Linked DNA regions of Mus musculus: regions 1 and 3 are each linked to region 2. Evidence: chromatin contacts called from public HiChIP or PLAC-seq data. All regions are on one chromosome and are shown on one strand. Each heading gives the region's core, a stretch centred on a gene start, on an enhancer-like site or on the middle of the called end of the contact. The rest is flanking DNA. Distances are from core to core; before and after follow the strand shown.

Region 1 (2,700 bases), core at 134-2,633, 79 kb after region 2:
GAGTTCCAGGATAGCCAATGCTACACAGAGAAACCCTGTCTCAAAAAACAAAACAAAACAAAACAAAACAAAAAAAAACCTCCCAATAATAAAAATAAAAATGTCAAGTAGTATATGTCTTTAATCCCAGAATTCAAGAGGCAAAGGCAGGTGAATTTCTGTGAGTCTGCGGCCAGCCTGGTTTATATAGTGAGTTCTAGGACAGCCAGGGTTACACAGAGAAACCCTTTCTCAATTACAAGTAAAGCATGTGGGACAGGAGTCCATATGGGACAGCCTGGTAAATAAGAGTGATCTTTATGTTTAGGCGCTGACGAGATAGCTCCATGTGTAAAGATGGTCCCCACCAAGACTAATGACCTGAGTTCATTTCCTAGGTCTCATACGCTTAAAGGAGGGAGCCGACTCCCACACCTTGTCCTCGGACTCCATTCACACAAGCATGGCACAGGCACACCACACATAAACACAAAATAAATAAAAGTGCAATAAAAAATGGACTGAGCTACCACGGACATGTTTAAAGTCCAATCTGACTTAGGCACTTTGCGGTATACTGTTCTGACTCCTCTGGCTATCCAGGGAGGCATTGATAAACACCCAGGTACAGTCACCGAGCTATGGAAGGAGGTTCAACTGGGGTTTGAATCAGATTGGGCCAGCTTGAGCTCTTAGTCACTGATCTAAGGTTCTGTATTTTAAGAGAAGCACACATATAACATTTCCACACATAGAAAGCCAGCAGCCCATTGCCTACCTGCAAGATGATCTCTCCTCAGAGGCAAATCGAGCTGTGCTCAGCAGCTTCCTGTCCTGCAGAAGGAAGAAGTTGCAGTGGGGGTTCATTAGGGATTCTGGGGGTTCAAAGCACCCTAGAGCCTCAGGACTGCAGCTCCTCTGACACGGTTCTAGAGAGACTCGTTTCCTGTGTTCAGAGAAGCCAAGGCACTGAGGCCTATGTTCACGCAGCACACTAAGTCAGCCGTGATTGCATCTGTGCCAGTTGATGTCCTGGGGCCAGGGCAAGACACCGGTTGGGGGCAGAGTAAAGCAATCCTGGAGATTACCTAAAAGAGTGTGGAGAGCGGGCCTTGCTACTTCTGTCCTTAGACCAGGGGTGGGACAGACCAATTGTAAGTACAAGGGTGCTGGACCAGGAGGAGCGGGGACGAACCCTAATTGTGAATCCAGCTCTGTATTTTCATATGGACCCCATCCAAACAACAGAATTGCCCTCCCCCCCACCAAAGCCCTCACCTGTGCCCTCTGTGCCAGGCTATATATGGCCTTTCAGAAGAGGCTGTCAAGATGGGAGTCAGATTTTCAGGATGTCTGGCTGCTTCAGGACCCTGACCCTTTCTGTCTGTCTGTCCTTTTCTTTTCTGTCCACACCCTATTAGAAACACAATTTCCCATTGTCCCTGTCTTCTCCCCTATTGTTGGGTAACAGGGGCCCTTTATTCGTCCCTTGGGCAATGGCATGGAAATGTCAACAGCTGGGGATGTGGGATGCAGGACAGGCTGGCACAAACCACCGGAAAAAGGCCTGGGTGGGTGATTGGCTCAGAGCAGAAACTGACATCCAGGAAGAGGATAGGAGAAGGCTGGAATGGGGCACCCTCAGTACTCTAAACTCCAGGATTATAAAAAGATCATGCGTGATGCTGCACAGCTGGGGTTGCTGCTAGAGAGGTAGAAATCACAGGAAGATGCTTCTGTCCCTGGGAAGGGACTCCTAGCAAGGAGGGACTATGGAAATTCTCTAGCTATTTTTATTTCATTATTTTAGATGTATGAGTGTGGCTTTTAATTTATAGTGGTGCATGTCTGTGCGCCATGTCTGTAGTGCCTAAAACGGCCAGAAGAGGGCAACAGATACCATGGAACAGAAGTTACAGACCCTGAGAGCTGTAACTTGGGTGCTGAAAATGAAACCTGGGTCCTTTGAAAGAGCAAGTGCTCTTAACACCTGAGCCATCTCTCCAGCACCATGGGAATCTCTCTAAAATAGAGTCATCTGATTTCACAGTTCCTCCTTCCTCTGCACCCATGGATGGATTTTGTTTACATTTTCAAGGCTGGTGAGATGCTTGGTAGGTAAAACCACATCCTGGCAGCTGAATTCAATCACCAGACTCACAGTGGAAGGAGAAGATGGACCCCCAAAAGTCGTCCTCTGACCTCCACACTGAAACTCAACCTACAGTCCCTCACATACAACAATAACATTTTAAAATTCTGGAGAGGCCACAGATGTGGACCACCACTTGAAATGCTGAAACAGGAGGAGTGTCATGAGTTTGAGTCTGCCTTGGGCTTCGGAGTTGAAACCTTTCTCAAAAAAGAAAGAAAAGAAAAAGAAAAAAAAAAAGAAAAACAGGGCCAGAGAAGTTAAGAGCGCTGGCTGTTTTCCAGAGGATCTGACTTCAATTCCCAGCACACACACAGCAGCTCACGGCTGTAACTCTAGTCCCGAGGGATCTGATGCCCTCTTCTGGCCACAGGAGGCATCAGGAACACACATGATGCACAGGCACACACTCAGGAAAACATCCACACATATGAAATAATAAGAATATAAAGCTGGGCAGTGGTGGCGCATGCCTTTAATTCCAGCACTTGGAAGGCAGAGGCAGGTGGATTTCTGAGTCTGAGGCCAGCCTGGTCTACAAAGTGAGTTCCAGGACAGCCAGGGCTATA
Region 2 (2,700 bases), core at 172-2,671:
CTCAGGCCGACTTGTCCCACTCCCTTCTGAGTGTTGGTGGTGGGGTGGGGGGTGGGGAGAGCGGCGATCCAGAGGCCCTTCTGAGAGGCAGCCTTCCTCCCTCATCCTCTCAAGTTTTCCACACCCCATTATTCGGGATTGCCTCGATGAAGACCTGACTCGAGTGACACTGTCTGGCCTCTGAGTGAGGTTAATCCTTCAGGCCCTGTCCTCAGCTCAGTTCCACTCCCCAACCAAAGCCTGCCAAGTCCCCAGTTCACCAGGTCAGGGCTGCCTGTTCCAACCTTGGCCACCTAGATGAGAAGGGGCCAGGCAGGGACCTTGTTTGAGATCCTGAGGGGACTACGGGGATAGCCCCGGGAGACTGAGGGCGAATGCCAAAGAAAGGGCAAACACTTGTAGCTCCAGCACAGAGCAACGTTGTTTCTGGCTTTGGGTTACCCGCGTGCCTCCGAGGCCGCTCCTGTCCTTTCTGCTGTCTCGCTGTCTTTCCACTAGGGTTTCACCCACGTAAAAATCAGCCTCGGAGAGGCTGATTCACCGCACTTTCAGCTCTAGATAGGGACGTCTCAGACCCACCCCCTCCCCACACAGTCAGCCTTCCCCCAACCCCGGAGGCAACGCGGCAAGCCGCGGGGTGGGGGTGGGGGGTGGTGGGGGGCGCTTGGCGTCTTTCTCCCCCTCCTTGTGGCCCAGGGGGCCCAGGGAAGCGTAGCCACCGAGAAAGCGCCTTAATAAAAGAGTCGTGTCAAGTGATTGGCTGTGACCTCTGCCCTTCTAGCCTCGAGCCGGGGGCTCCTGCTTAACCCTTCATTGTCCGTCCAGGGCTTGGAGAGGAATGAATGAGTTGCCTTGTGCTCACTTCAGGCGTCCCCAGGCACTACTTGAACCCAGAGCTGAGTCAAGGGGTGGAGGACAGAGCAGCACCTCCCTGTCACCCAAAAGAACGCTTGAATTCCGAGCTGTTTCATTGAGTCCATTTCGACTGCCGGTTGCCGGGGGGGGGGGGGGGGGACAATTCTTGCGCTAGTGGGGTCTCCGGATGCCTGGAGCTGAGCTGTCCAGAGCACCAAATCTGGTAGAGAACTACTAGGGAACTGGTGAAACGGGACCTGTGTTCGCCCTGCAGGCCGAGAGAGCATCCGTGACCCAGGCGAGAGCCGTGCCCTGTTCTTGCCAGAGGCACAAACCCCGTTCTTGCCTTCTGACGCTTCTCGGTCCGCCTACTGATGCGGGAGAAGGGTATCTTGGCTCTTGGAGAACCCTGGACCCACCCACATTTCTAGAAACAGGAGGGATTCCGGAAAGGATGGGGGTGAAGTGGTCACAGAGCAGGGCCCCCAGGTGGTGTGGAAGGCGGGGCGGGGGCGGGGCCGCCTCATGCACCAGCTGGGTATAAAAGCCTAGAGCTCTGGCGCCCAGCGGCTGTGCAATTGTCCTCCACGCGGCTTGGTCCCCAGGTGGAAGGATCTGTTCTGCAAAGGAGACAGCAAAGTATCTTTAGCCTAAAGGACTCAGCGTCCAGTGTTCTAGTTGAAGATCTAAAGAGAAAGCCACCTTGCTGCCACTATGCCTAACTTTTCTGGCAACTGGAAGATCATCCGATCGGAAAACTTTGAGGAAATGCTAAAAGCTCTGGGTAAGGAGGTTTTCGTGAGTTGGGAAGGGAGGACAAGAAGGGCGCTGGGGTCTTTAGAGCAGAGGCCGAATAAACGGAAGGGGGCCGAATCAGGGAATGTACCTGGGAGCCTGCATCCTAGGAAAGGGGCGTGCCGGATACCCTGGGTCCTGGGGCACCAGGCCCAAGACTCTTAAATCCTACTTTCTGAGGCTGGGCGCCCACCAGTGCCAGCTTCAACGGTGACTCAGAGCCTGTGAAGCAAGTAGAAACCAGAAGCACGAGGTTAGTCTCAGGAGGGGTTGGCTAGCCTCGGCGCCTGGACCTGCTGACCAGGGCACCTGGCTCTGAGCTTTAAGAATCCAGAATCCAGGCAGGGAGCCCCTAGGAGACATTCCAAGATCTTTCCGCGTACCCTAACAGTAACCCAATCCAGGCGACAGGTCCATTATCCTCAACACTTGGCTCCGCCCACCAGGTGGTCCACCACTTCAGCTCCCCGACCCTCCCCCACACCTTGCACTTCCCACTCCAGTCTCCCCACCCCACCCCACCCCACCCCACCCCCACCTGTGAGACATATTTTCCTACAGCAACCGGCTCCCAAGCCCTAAAATCGCTCTGGACAATTACCACTTTCTTAGATTTCAACAAATGTCCTCGTGTGAAACACCAATCCCCATTTCCGAAAGTCTAGGATTGCCTCCCTCCTCGCCACAGACCAGCTGCACCCTGCGCAACTGGGCTGTTAGCCAAGGGTGGGAACACAGGAACCACCCAGACTTTCCCTACCCACCTTCTACTACCCTCTAGGATGCGACTGAGCTAGAAGGTATAGGAAAGGAGAGACATCTGCGGAGAGATGCAGTTAACCGCCCCAGGGAGTGGAAACTACCCCAGAGCCTAAGGGTCAGCATGCCTTCCATTTCTGCACTGGAGAGGAGCCCTGTGGTGGGGAGCAGGGGATACCCTTGAGGAGCTAGGGACTGTATAAGAGTGAGTCTGGAGCTAAAAAGAATGTTGCGAGGGCAGTAGGGCCTCTGTTCTCATCTTTCCTCGCTGTTCATTCTCTTTGTGTCAGC
Region 3 (2,700 bases), core at 171-2,670, 85 kb before region 2:
TGGGTCACAACCATTCATAATGAGATCTGATGCCCTCTTCTGGTGTGTCTGAAGACAGTGACAGCATACTTCCATATAATAAATAAATTGAAAGAAAGAAAGAAAGAAAGAAAGAAAGAAAGAAAGAAAGAAAGAAAGAAAGAAAGGAAGGAAGGAAGGAAGAAAGAGGGAGGGAGGGAGGGAGGGAGGGAGGGAGGGAGGGAGGGAGGGAGGGAGGGAGGGAGGGAGGAAGGGAGGAAGGAAGGAAGGAGAGAGAGAGAGAGAGAGAGAGAGGGAGGGAGGGAGGGAGGGAGGGAGGAAGGAAGGAAGGAAGGAAGGAAGGAAGGAAGGAAGGAAGGAGAGAGAGAGAGAGAGAGAGAGAGAGAGAGAGAGAGAGAGAGAGAAAAGGGTGGGCAGTGGTGGTGCTGCACGCCTTTAATCCCAGCACTTGGGAAGCAGAGGCAGGAGGATTTCTGAGTTCAAGGCTAGCCTGCTCTACAGAGCGAGTTCCAGGACAGCTAGGGATACACAGAGAAACCCTGTCTCAGGGGAAAAAAAAAAAAGAATAAAGAAATGAGGGTAGGCCAGGGGATGGTGATGAACACCTTTAACCAACAGAAGCAGATGGATCTCTGTGAGTTTGAGGCCAGCCTGGTCTACAAATCAAGTTCTAGGACAGCCAGGGCTATACACAGAGACACTCTGTCTTCAAAACAAAACAAAACAAACTTATTGAGAGTAAGGGGCTGGAGAAATGGCTCAGCAGCTAAAAAGCACGGGCTGCAGGGTCCAGTCCCAGCACCCAAATGATGGCTTACAACTATCTAACTCCAGTTCCAGGTAACTGAAGCCCTCTTCTGGTCTCCATGTACACTTGCATGCATATGGTACACAGACACACAGGCAAACCGCCCAAACACATAAAACAAAAATAAATAAAATCAAAGGTAGGTGGGTGTGGCCTTTTTTTTAAAGGAACTGAGTCTGACCTGTAGCCCCAGCTACATGGGAGGCAGAGACAGAAGAAGCCTTTAAGTTCAGAAGTTTGTTTGTTTTCTGTTTGATTTTGTTGTCACTTTGTGTCACTTCTTTTTTATTGCATTTTATTTGTGTGTGAGAGAGAGACTGAGAGAGACAGAGACAAAGCCAACACACACTCAGATCAAGGCACACGGGTAGAAATCAGAGAACAGCTTGTGGGAATTGCTTCCCTTTTTTCACAATGTGAGTAAAACTCAAACCACGAGGCTTAGCCACAGGAACCTTGTACCCACCTCCTAAGCCCAATGAAGCATAAAGAATCCTAGCAAGACCCTGTCTCAAAAAATAAAGGGGGGGGGGGGACTGTAAGATTTCTCCTCTAAAAATTCTTTCAGGAGGATGTGATTCACTAATGTACTTACGTTAAGTGTGTACTAAGCCCTGGTTCATCTCCCCAGCCCTGTATGGCACACATGTGTAATCTCAGCATTCTAGAGGCAGAAATGGGAGAATCAAGGTGATCCTTGGCTACACACGAGTTCAAGGTCACCCTCAAAGACAGACAAAAACAGACTACCCAACAGTTCTCTTTCCACCTTTTCTTTCTCATTGGATTGGTATGCCACCATCAAATTCCACCCCAAAGAATCCATGAAGAAAGAGAAAATAGGGTGGATAGTAAGGGAGCCTCAAAAGGCCAAAGAATGCTGGGCGTGGTGGCACACGCCTTTAATCCCAGCACTTGGGAGGCAGAGGCAGGCAGATTTCTGAGTTCCGAGGCCAGCCTGGTCTACAGAGTGAGTTCCAGGACAGCCAGGGCTACACAGAGGAACCCTGTCTCCAAAAAAAAAAAAAAAAAAAAAAAAAAAAAAAGAAAGAAAAGAAAAAAAGAAAAAAGAAAAAAAAAAGGCCAAAGAATTCTCTATAAAACTCCTGTTTTTTTGATCTCTGGAAGAAGAAAGGGGGTGGGGGAGTTAACAAAGATGAAAAGGAAAAGGAAAGACAGGACAGGACAGCCACCATCTGGGCATGGTAGGTACATACCTGTAATCCCTACAGTGAGGAGGGCAAGGCAAGAGAACTGCCATGTCTTTTGAGGCCAGAGCCCCTGGGTAGGGAAGGAGAGGAAACAGAAGGAAAGAAGGAGGAAGAAACCCAGACCACCTGGAGCACTGATCGGCTTCAGTGAGACCCAGGCGCTGGTGGGGCCTGTACAAGGAACTACCATGGTTACTCAGGGAATTTTTAGCTGCTGCTTGAGCTGAGAAGCCATGGCACTGCACTTGCCTTAAGGTAATACTCAAAGGAGTAAGCACAAGCTACCGATCAGAACAAAGATTAGCAAAAGACGAACAGACAGACACCTTTCTGGGGAAAGTAAACAGAAAATTATTTTTCCTAAGAACTAAGCTGCAACTTTCCTGCAGATGAGACAGTTAGTTGTATCTTGACCTTGGGTGGAAGGCCACAGAACATCCTTCAATGTGCCTGTCAGTCAAGTTAAACCCAGAGGTCCTGATCACAATGGCTAGGTATCTCTCAAAACACATTCTCCCTTTCTTCAGTGTAAATCAACCAGTAATTCAGCCAAATGATCACTCAACTAAAAAACTATGTTATGAGCCTCACTAAAAACAGATCTAGCCATGAGAGCAGACTCTTGCCTAGTCATAAGGGCAAGTACCCTAGGGAGTTTGAGAAGTCCTCAAAGGAGACTGGAAATGTCTCTCCTGTGTTCTC

Evidence for each region. HiChIP or PLAC-seq counts read pairs in DNA pulled down with a chosen protein or histone mark.
Region 1: an H3K27ac HiChIP or PLAC-seq map of embryonic stem cells shows a contact between it and region 2, with 6 read pairs. The contact joins the promoter of Hapln2 here to the promoter of Crabp2 in region 2. A contact is called at or near these places in 10 of 39 promoter capture datasets (the 3T3-L1 cell line, the HPC-7 cell line, embryonic stem cells and 4 more), 2 of 15 datasets of contacts at CTCF or cohesin (the NIH/3T3 cell line and embryonic stem cells), 4 of 484 Hi-C or Micro-C datasets (bone marrow-derived macrophages, embryonic stem cells, gonadal supporting cells and 1 more), 4 of 115 datasets of contacts at active chromatin or transcription factors (bone marrow-derived macrophages and embryonic stem cells) and 3 of 9 other capture datasets (adipose tissue, liver and pancreatic islet).
Region 3: an H3K27ac HiChIP or PLAC-seq map of embryonic stem cells shows a contact between it and region 2, with 5 read pairs. The contact joins the enhancer-like site here to the promoter of Crabp2 in region 2. A contact is called at or near these places in 13 of 39 promoter capture datasets (the C10 cell line, the HPC-7 cell line, HPC-7-derived erythroid cells and 10 more), 1 of 15 datasets of contacts at CTCF or cohesin (the NIH/3T3 cell line), 6 of 484 Hi-C or Micro-C datasets (B cells, CD8 T cells, the N1E-115 cell line and 2 more), 15 of 115 datasets of contacts at active chromatin or transcription factors (T-cell acute lymphoblastic leukemia, bone marrow-derived macrophages, embryonic fibroblasts and 8 more) and 3 of 9 other capture datasets (adipose tissue, liver and pancreatic islet).

What each region holds. Positions count from the first base shown.
Region 1 is chr3:88,026,128-88,028,827 of GRCm38.p6, forward strand. It overlaps Hapln2 (hyaluronan and proteoglycan link protein 2), which reads right to left and starts at 1,384. Exons shown (of 7, transcript NM_022031.2): 1 at 1,258-1,384; 2 at 758-813.
Region 2 is chr3:87,947,272-87,949,971 of GRCm38.p6, forward strand. It overlaps Crabp2 (cellular retinoic acid binding protein II), which reads left to right and starts at 1,422. Exons shown (of 4, transcript NM_007759.2): 1 at 1,422-1,639. The coding sequence starts at 1,570.
Region 3 is chr3:87,862,716-87,865,415 of GRCm38.p6, forward strand. The region is part of intron 4 of Prcc (papillary renal cell carcinoma (translocation-associated)); the gene reads right to left. Among named protein-coding and RNA genes, the nearest start is that of Sh2d2a, 17 kb to the left of the region's middle. Within about 2 kb of position 1,421, at least 13 of the 459 cell types and tissues checked have an H3K27ac peak or open chromatin away from gene starts, as enhancers often do. A contact at or near this core is called in bone marrow-derived macrophages, embryonic stem cells and trophoblast stem cells, where this site is marked.